Regions from separate parts of the Ovis aries genome. Here region 1 is linked to region 2. Evidence: chromatin contacts called from public Hi-C data. All regions are on one chromosome and are shown on one strand. Each heading gives the region's core, a stretch centred on a gene start, on an enhancer-like site or on the middle of the called end of the contact. The rest is flanking DNA. Distances are from core to core; before and after follow the strand shown.

The links. A called contact is a pair of places that touch in the nucleus more often than the background predicts.
Region 1: a Hi-C map of liver shows a contact between it and region 2, with 5 times the contacts expected there. The contact joins the promoter of TNFRSF21 here to the enhancer-like site in region 2. A contact is called at or near these places in 7 of 16 Hi-C or Micro-C datasets (hypothalamus, liver, omental adipose tissue and 2 more).

What each region holds. Positions count from the first base shown.
Region 1 is chr20:20,413,122-20,418,215 of ARS-UI_Ramb_v3.0, reverse strand. It overlaps TNFRSF21 (TNF receptor superfamily member 21), which reads left to right and starts at 2,680. Exons shown (of 6, transcript XM_012100789.5): 1 at 2,680-3,173. The coding sequence starts at 3,087.
Region 2 is chr20:20,250,152-20,255,211 of ARS-UI_Ramb_v3.0, reverse strand. No RefSeq gene overlaps it. Among named protein-coding and RNA genes, the nearest start is that of ADGRF1, 41 kb to the right of the region's middle. Within about 2 kb of position 2,966, at least 4 of the 54 cell types and tissues checked have an H3K27ac peak or open chromatin away from gene starts, as enhancers often do. A contact at or near this core is called in liver, where this site is marked.

The sequences.
Region 1 (5,094 bases), core at 1,431-3,930, 160 kb before region 2:
CTGGCAGGCAGTGGGAATGAAATTGGATGTAGGAAGTAAAGGCTCCATGTGCCTTATCTGTCTATGTCTACTCAACTTGCAGCCATGGGGAGGCTTGAACCATAATCAGAGATGAGAATGAATGGTTTTATTAGGCCTTTGCACTTCACATTGAGAGTAACGAGGATTATTTGTTGGGTTTTTGGTGAGAGAAGGACATAATCAGATTTAGGTGCTACAATGTTCATTATCCTTAGGATGTTAAGAACAGTTTCTTTTGCAGGACTGAGAGGTCCAGGCAAAACACGAGACAAAAATCATGAAGTCTGTGTAATCGTCTGGGCAGGAGTAGAAAGACTATAGAGGAGGAGGTGCTGCCGCTGCTGCTGCTAAGTCGCTTCAGTCGTGTCCGACTCTGTGCAACCCCATAGGCGGCAGCCCACCAGGCTCCTCTGTCCCCGGGATTCTCCAGGCAAGAATACTGGAGAGGAAGCAAGGAGGAAAAAACTGTCAGAGACAAAATTAAACTACAGTTAATTTGGAGGGAAATAGCAGGTCTTCATGACCTTGAATGAGAGGGATGATGGACAATTAAGGTCTAGCCAGGGAGAATACTTCCCAGAAGACATGAATGGCCATTCTGCTTGGCCAGAAATTCGGTCATACATAGGTGCACTGGAGACTGGGAAAAGTAGTCTTATAGTCTGGATAGTTGCTCTGAGGCACATGGAAGCTTCCTGGACCAGGGATCAAATCTTCATCTTCTGCACTGGCAGGTGGATTCTTAACAAACACACCAGGGAAGTTCCCAAACGTCTTTTAAACAAGACTTTTTTTTTCCCTTGTCAGGCAGCTTGTGGGATCTTATTTCCCCTACCAGGCATCGAACCCAAGCCCCTGCATAATAGTGCTGAGTCCTAACCACTGGACAACCAGGGAATTCCATAAACAAGACTTATGATGGTACTGATTAGTCATTTTGAAGTTTTGAAGAAATAAATGAAGCTGTTATCTATGGAGATACAATGCATCTCCCTCTTTCTGGAACTAGATTGAGAAATTCAAGTGCAACCATAATCCTCTCCCCCAAATTCCATATTTAGTAGTAATGTTTCCTAGAACTTTGATTTTCACCAGACGGTACACATTAGCTCTAATATTTATGGACAATCATTTTCTTTACTGGCAGATGTTTGAAAGAACAGATTGGAATTAATCCTCAGATTAATTTTTAGCATCTTTCAAGTCTGCATAGTACAAAGGCCAAAGCACAATATTTAATAAGAAAACAAATAGTTGGCACCTTTCCCTTGTAGGTTACCTTCAGAGGTACTGTATTGATTCTTGAAGCAGATAATCGAGAAACTATATTATCTTTAAGTAGAAGGGGTCACAGAAGCTAGGAGAGGTCCAGCACCATAGAGTTCACAAATGAGTGGTGTGAACCAGATGGTCAAAGAGGCAGTTTCAGTATAGTGTGCCCTGTGCTGGCAGAGACTCAATGGTAAAGAATCTGCTTGTAAACGCAGGAGACGCAGGAGGTGCGGGTTCGATCCCTAGGTGGGGAAGATCCCCTGGAGAAGGACGTGGCAACTCACTCCAGTATCCTTGCCTGGAAAATTCCATGGACAGGGGAGCCTGGCCAGCTGTAGTGCACAGGGCTGAAAAGAGTCAGACATGATTGAGCAATTGAGCACACACATGCTGTCAGAACCTAGACGATGGACACTGTACCAGAAATGGTGGTGCTGCCAGGAGACTCTGCCTCCCCCCAGGTGAGACAACAAGAGGGTTGTCAGGTCCTCACTCACATTCAGAAATGCAGGCGGTGCCAACTATGCCCAGGAATGCTCTGTGCTCTTACTTCCGAGGCACTATGTTACCTCCCTTTCTACCCACCCACCTCCCACAAAGGCATTTGGAACCCAACTCAAAAATGTTTAATATGTTTTTGGAGGGAGAGTGTTTCTTATCTCTGTGATAAATTGATTCAGAGCTCTGGATCTTTTATTTAGGAAAATGCACCTGCCCACATATTTCAGGGGTTTCCAAGCCCTCTGGAAGAGCATCTATGGATCCAACTTCCGTGGACTCCAGGTTTGGAATTCTTTAGTCTGGACTTCCTTAATTGCATTTATTAACCCAGAGGATTTCAAATTTTGTTCCAAAATCTCCCCAAATCACCTGGAGAAGTGAAAAAAAACATCCAAACACCCAGACCACATTCTATTCCGATTCAAGCAGAATCTCTAGGGTGGGAGCAGGCATCAAAGTTTGTTTTAAACATTCCAGGTGATTCTAAAGTGCAGCTAAGTTTGGGAACCAACTCACTGGTCTCTTTATGGCACACCGTTGATCTAAATGCTTTTTGCTTTTTCTCTGATCTTACTCATCGAGCCAGAAACAATAGAAAGGCGTCTGTCACAGAAAATAACTTACTGAGAATCATCTTAGTAAAGAGGGAAATTTGGGTCAAGGGAGTGCATACCTTCAGAGCGTTTTCCTTGGATCAGAAAGCAGCTGCAAGTTCTTCAGCGAACGGCAGGGGGCATCCTGCACCTCCTTGCTTGCTCTGGACCGCCTTCTCAGTTCTGCTCGCACAAAGAGCCCGGCCTCCTTCGCGATGACATCACAAAGGGCCGATTCCCCGCCCCTTCGGCGCCACCACGTGTTTCCCTGCGCTCGGCGGCCACAAGACTCAGTCCCTCGCCGGCCGGTCAGGGCAGCGGAGGACGGTGGTTGGCAGCGGCCGGAGGCTTCGCTATGGGAAGTTGTTCCTTCGTTCTCTCGCGCCCAGCCCTCCTCCCTTGTTCTCCGCAGCCGCTGTCGGAGGAGAGCACAGGGAGGTGCGGGTTGCAGCAGCGGCTGCTTCTCCCCGTCCGGACAGCCGCGCAGCTGGGCAGGTGCTAAGCGCCCCCGGAGCTTCGCTCGCCGCCTCCCTCCTGTGTCCGGCCGTCCGGCTGCCGCAGTGCACATGGGGTGTTGGAGGTAGATGGGCTCCCGGCTCGGGAGGCGGCGGTGGATGCGGCGCTGGGCAGAAGCAGCCGCCGATTCAAGCTGCCGGGGGGCCACGCGCCCCGGGCGCCCTGCGAGCCCCGGGCTCAGCCATGGGGACCTTCACGAGCAGCAGCACCGCCCCGGCCTCCTGCAGCCGCATCGCCGGAGCCACGATGATCGCGGGCTCCCTTCTCCTGGTGAGCGCTCCGGGTGGGGTAGACGGGAGTCGCGGGCGGCGGCGGCGCTGGAGCCGAGGACGCCGCGCTCGGGGAGCGGGGCGGGTCGCGGGGCCGGGGCCGGCGCGGGTGCTGGGTGCAGAGGGGGCAGGTTGCGAGCGAGGGCAGGCAACAGACCCGAGGGCTTGGATCGGGTCATTTTGAGGGAGCCGCAGAGCTCAGCCCGACTCCGGAATGAAGGCGAATTGTTTTCCTTGCAGTCTGGCTGCACCGGGAGAGGCGCTGGAGATGGCCACTCGGCTTCCTGCGCATTTCAGGGTTTCTTCACCTCCTCCGCCCCTCCGGGGCCCCCACCCCCCCTCGGCGCACCCGCAGGGCCCCCAGCCGCTAGCCCCTCCGCGGGGTGTGGGCCCGGGGAGCCGAGGCTGGCGGCGGCCGCCGCTTTGTTGCAGCTGCAGTGTCATGCCGGGATGCTGCTGCGGTGGGAGAGCGCGGGACCCGGGCGCGCCGGCCCCCCGGAACGCCGGGTGCCTCGGCGCCTCCCTTAGGAGCGGGCGCCTGCTCCCCTTCCCCCTTCTCTCCGCCTTGACTGGGTGGGTCCCGGTTTCGGCACGCCCAAAAAGGAGCCCCGAGACCCACTCTCAGGCGCCCCCAAAGCGCCGGCTCCCAGCCAGGCGGCCAGCGCGCTGACACTTGAGTGGGGGAAGGGGAGAGCCCACCATAAAGGAAGCTGAATTTCCCCCCGTTTTTCCCCATCCCTCGCTTACCTGTGGCCGGGCAGGTGAGCATGGAGGGTGGAGCAGCTTCCTTCTTCTGCACCCGGTCTGCATTCAGCTCCAGGGCGTGCCCTGTAGCTAGTTCTCTCCATCATTTATCTTGCCAAAGCCTGAAAGCACCTTCGACCCAAAACTTGTCCCCAACTTCCCCACATCCCGTCCCCGCCTTTCCAAATATTGGCGGGGGGATGGGATGAATTAGGTGGAAGAAGAAAATTGATTTGAGATCAAACCCACGAGCCACCATAAGCTTCCGTGCTTATCTTTCTGTGTCTGCCGGGTGGATGGAGATTCTTAGCTAAAAACCGAACAAAAACAAAAAAACAAGAGCCTATTTTCATGGCAAGGCCGTGTCAAGGAGAGGCAGGCTTGCTGTCTCCTTCCCGAAAAGGGCTTAATGCCTGGCCAACCAAGATCTCTTAGATCCCAGGGCACTGCAGTTGCTATGGCTTGGGAATTCATCCTACAGACACTCTGGTTCCCTGTGCGAGGGTGTGTTTTAAAGGGGAAGAGAGACACTAAAGAAAAGTTTGGTGCTGTTCGGATTTATAATGAGGCAGGTCCCAGACTCCCTTCAAAGACCCTTTTCTGCCCATTCTATAGCAGTGGCAAAGTCAAGATTTGTGTCCTTGACACGAGGGTGTTGGGTGGTGGGCAGTAGGCTGGGAGGGTCCTTGAAAGCAGTGGGCATGGATTCGACAGTTGGTGTGGAGAGAAACTCATCTAAGTCCTGGGGAACATCGATCCCAATATCAATGGAGGTAGGTCCATCCTCAAGCTGCCTCCTTCTCAGTCTTAGATCTACTGCCCTACACCTAATGCTCCCCTTGGAGTCCACTCCTGGATTAAGTCTTAAGTCAGTGCAATATTTCATTGACTTTACGTTTTCTGCATGAGATGCTTAAAGTAAGGTCGTGGTGTAATTAAAGCATAGGTTGCTTTAACCTCCAGAGAAAGAGCCCAGCTCCTTTTCAGAAATCATTAAGTCTGGTTGACCTAAAAAATTGTGCACTGGATTTGCAACTGAAGACTTGAGAAAGTAAGTTTGCCTGTCTTTTTTTAAAAAGTAATTTATAGTGGAGCTTAGATGCAACCTTGAGATACTAACTAAAATGAGAGTGCTTATTCTCATGCTAACTATAACAGAAAAGTTCCACTGCAGTTCA
Region 2 (5,060 bases), core at 1,717-4,216:
CTCTTAACCTCTTATTAACTCCACTTGGTATCTTAGAGACAATAAAATACCATGTTTTCGTTATAGCTTTTTCAGTAACAGTTAATATTTATAGAGTTATCATTATGTTCTATATACTGTCTTAATTTAAAAAAAATTTGTAGACAAGCAATTCAAAGTGAGGATTATTGTTTTACTGAAAAGGAAATTAATGCACAGAGAGGTTAAGACATGTACCATGGGCCATCCAGTGTGTAAGTGTAAAGACATGATTTGAGGTAGGATCTATCTTATATTAATGCCCATGCTGTGAAAATCTAGACAAATCCAGGGAAATGGAAATGCCCATTGTTCTTAGCAACTTGATAGGCTATACTCTGGGCAGTTTTGTCAAGAACAAGAAACCGCGATTCCTTGTTATTGAATATAGTCCCAATACTCATTCATTACTTATCTAATATTTGTGTTTGTTGAATATTATATATCTCTCCATTCATACTCAGGAAGCAACTTGGAACTTGTGGATTGACTGTTTATGACTTCACACGTTCATAAATCATAGGCTTAAGTACAAGACTGTACATTTTCTCTGTGCTCTGTTGGGACTTCTGTGTTCAGAACAGAACTAGGATGACCCACTGTTCTGATGTCTCCTGGGCTGAGGCGTTTCCAGGATGTGGAACTTTCTAAAACCAGGACAATGCCGGACAATGCCAGACATACCAGATTGGTTGGTAAATGCCAAGCTTTTTTTTTTTTTTAATTTTATAGTTGATTTATAATGTTGTGTTAATTTCTGCTGTACAGCAAAGTTATTCATTATGCATATATATATTCTTTTTCATATTCTTTTCTATTATCGTCTATCACTGGACATTCAATATAGTTCCCTGTGCTATACAGTAGGGCCTTGCTGTTTATCCATCTACTAACAGTTTGCATCTACTAATCCGAAACTCCCAGTCCTTCCTTCTCCCACCCTCAGTGAGAAGCTTTTCAAAAGACAGCTTCAGTTCTGTAATGAGATCCTCAATAAATTCTTAAAACACATTAAAAGCATTTAAGTCGAATTTTCTTCACATTTTCCCTCTGTTTTGTTTCTGGTGGATCTACACCTTCAGTATTTTAAGTCTAGATTTTGGCCTTTCCTTAAGACAAATAAGCCGAGGCACAGAGGTTACATGACAGAACGGGAACAGGGAACTCAAAGAAGGTTCAGCCTGGGTGAGTCATCCTGGCAGCGAACATGACAAGTGGGGAAGGCTGTGGGTCATCTTCAATCTAGCCCAGATCTCCATCTCTTTCAGTTCTGTCCTGGACGTGTGATCCTTGGCTCCAAAAGCACAGAGCTTATTGCACGATGCCATGACTGCTTGCTTACTGCTTGTCTTCTCTGATGGGCAGAAATCTCACTGAGGTTAAGGGCCCAGGAGTCTCGGGACTTAGAACCGAGTCCGCTTCACAGCAACAGCTCGGTGGCCCGTTGGGGAGCGTCTGGAGTACTAAGGACGTGTATTTACTCAGAACTTGCTTCTGATCTTCCTCTGTTCATCATGAAACTTGACTTTGGTATCATCCTTGAGACATACAAGGCACTTGAAGTCAGGGGTGGGAAACAGGGAGCCTCAAGTTATCGGAGAATTTTCTGCTAAGTAAGCTTCCAGTCTCATTCCCTAAAGACTGACCTGTCCTGGGGACTCTGCCCACTCCCCTCACCTCCACAGAAGTCAGAGTACAAAAAATGAAGATGATAAGAACATGCTGTATAGTGCAAGGAACTTTACTCAATACTCTGTAATGGCCTATATGGGAGTAGAATCTGAAAAAAAAAAAAAGAGTAAATATACGTATAACTGATTCACTTGGCTGAATACACCTGATACACCTGAAACTAACACAGCATTGCAAATTGACTATACCTCAATAAAATTTTTAAAAAATATTATTAAAAACAAGCAAACAAATCCACAGACCACCCCAGGGCCTCTAGGATGGTTGGCTTTCTGATGGGCACACAGCATCTTCACTCTTCCTTGTTGTTTGAGGGATGCCAGACAAATGAAAAAGTTTATTTTTTAAGGAGACAGAGGTCAGGTTCAAGTAAGAGATTGATGCTTCTGTTGGAAAACTTAGGAATTACCCATCCTATATGGTATCATTAAAGCAGAGAGAAGGATGGTGTCAAAGGAACTAGTATTTACGAAGCACTTACTCTGTGCCAGGCATAGAGCTAGGTTTTTATGTGTCCAAATGAATTTATTCCACGCCAAATTGGCTTTGACAATAAAGAATCAGCCCACAACATGGGAGGCCTGGTTTTAATCCCTGGGTTGGGAATATCCCATGGAGAAGGGAATGGCACCCCACTCCAGTACTCTTGCCTGGAGAATTCCATGGACAAAGGAGCCTGGCGGGCTACAGTCCATGGGATCTCAAAGAGTCGGACACAACTGAAGTGACTAACATTTTCAGTTTCAAAACAATACGAGATGATCATTTCCATTTACAGGTAAGGCTGCTTGTGGTTGCCTGACATCTCCAAAGTCATAGAGTTGCTGAGAGGCACTGGAGGGGTCTGAAACCACTGCCACTAAACTCTAAAACACCCATACCCGTTTACTAACAGTCCTGAGGCATCACTGCTGCCTCCTGGTGGCCCCAAAATACTCTGGACTGGCTCCTGGCCCAACAAGTTTCTTCCAGTTTCTGATGTTGTTACTCATTGTGACCAGGAAATGTTGGGTTCTTTGCAGAGAAACCGGCAAGACGCCTGGACCTAACTCTGAGGAGGTAAGTGACCCTAAAAGACTATGAAACTATGACATTGTGATTTCCTTCTATTATTTGGGGGAAGACAGGTAAGTGCTAATAAAACCTCTGTTTCAATCTCACCAATATCAATTAGTCACAGAGAATTAACCACTGGGGCTCTTCCTTTCCTGTAGGGAGCACAGCTGGTGATCTACAGAACCTGGCCTCTGTGTTGGGCTTTAGTCCTTTGAATATCAGTGCCCTCTGGAGGTTGAACTCAGAGAGGCAAAGGTGAGAGGGAAGCACGCTTGGAGTTTTCTGCCCCTGCTCTTCTTTATGGAAGTCCCTGCCTCCAAGCGCAAAGGCTGGGGGACTTTGAAGGAATGTCTTTCCTAGTGTGACCCTCAAGTGTGAAATATCAAGGAACCACTGGGCCAGTAGGAAATCACTTGGTTCCTCAGATCTATGTCCAAGGTTCTGGTTTGTTCCCCATGATGGATCTTCCTGCATGATCTATCCTGTTTACCTGTCTCAAGGTAAAGGGTTTCCAACAACACCTTTCACCAAGAGGGAGGGATTCCCAGTGAGAAGACAGTATCACTATACACACAGTGTGTCCACATAAAGGGTCACTGTCTGTGTTTTCTTTAAGATACAAGCAGGCCCTGAGAGCAGATGTAGATTCTCTCTATGGCTCTGTTCCTGCCTGGCAGTCCTAAGGATGTGATGGTAGGAGCTGGAAAGAAACCAGCCTAATGTTTGTTGAGCACCTACTGTGTGCTGGCCCCTACTTTAACTTGCTGATTTTCTTAAGAAGACTATCCTTTCCTTTGGTTCTTCTTCTTCTTTTAATTTTCTGACCACACCATGTGACATGTGGGATCTTTTAGTTTCCTGAGCAAGGATCCAACCCACACCCCCTGCATTGGAAGCTCAGAGTTTTAACCAATGGACCACCAGGGAAGTCTTTACTTTGGTTCTTTTAAAGCCCTAGGTTGAGTTAATTTTTAAATGATAGACTTGTCCCTTAGATAGGATGCCCATAGTAGGACTGCTCAAATGACAGCCAGCAGCAAGAAAATAAGGTGATACTACAGTCCCAACAGGGTGAGCCTGGTGAATCTCATGCCTGTGGTTAGGACTGACAAGGAGGAGAAGGATTCCTAGACTCTAAGCTTCCTCTTTTTACCCCAGAAAGTGTGATTTGGGAAGTTTAGGCCTAAGAAGCCTTTGCTATAGTCTGTATTTGATTTATTTGGATAGCTGGGCTTGGACTGTGTTCCTAAGTGTCAGTAACCATCTCGTAGTAATGATTCTCTGTCTTTCTGCTGTGGCCAAGGCCTTGACTTGGTAATGCACCCACATCCTCTCAACCCATATCATTACTGAACTCACTGGTTCAACTTGCATCCATCCTCAGGCACGGGTGTCCACCACCAGCTGTCTTTCTTTGGAGGTAGGAACCCACTCTGGCCACATGCAAAGCAAGCCAGAAATGCCAGGGAATTGATGTCTATCTCATCAGTAGCCTTCAACCTTTAACTGTAGAAAATTCAATATATCATCTACAGAACATAAGGATAAAGTGAACCCTATAATGTAAGATCATGCTCAGAGGCGATGCTCAGAAGATTCTTCCTTTAGAATGCCCACAAGTCTCTTGAAGGCAAAGACTAGAACTTTATTAGGATTCTAAAACCCAGTGCCAATTTCAGTCAATGTGTGTGTGCTCCATTGCTCAGTCTTGTCTGACTCTCTGTGACTCCACGCACTGTAGCCCACTGGGCTCCTCTGTCCATGCAATTTTCCAGGCAAGGATACTGGAGTAGGGTGCCGTTTCCTTCTCCAGAGGGTCTGCCCAACCCCGGGACTGAACTCACATCTCTTGTGTCTCCTACATTGGCAAGTGGGTTCTTTACCATTAGAGCCACCAATTTCAATTTCAGTCAATAATTCTCTAAAAATCACTGGTGTGGTGCTGGGCAAGATGGGATAGCACTTATCAGGATTTAGGGCTCAATCTAAAGAGATTTCAGTCTGGTGGGTTTAGCAGACTGTAGTCTTTTCCATCTTATCCTGATACTTTAGAATAACTTTTGTATTAGTTATCTCTTGCTGTGTAACAGATTGCCTCAAACTTAATAGCTCAAAACAAGAATCATGTATTATCTCTTATAGCGAGTGTGGATCAGGGATTCAGGATTGGCTTCTCTGGGTCTCTCATGAGGTTGCAGGGCCATAGTCACTGGAAGGCTCCACTGGGGGTGAAGATCCACTTCCAAGGTTTCTTACTCACTTGCCTGGCCATGAGTGGAATGCTCTAGCTGCTT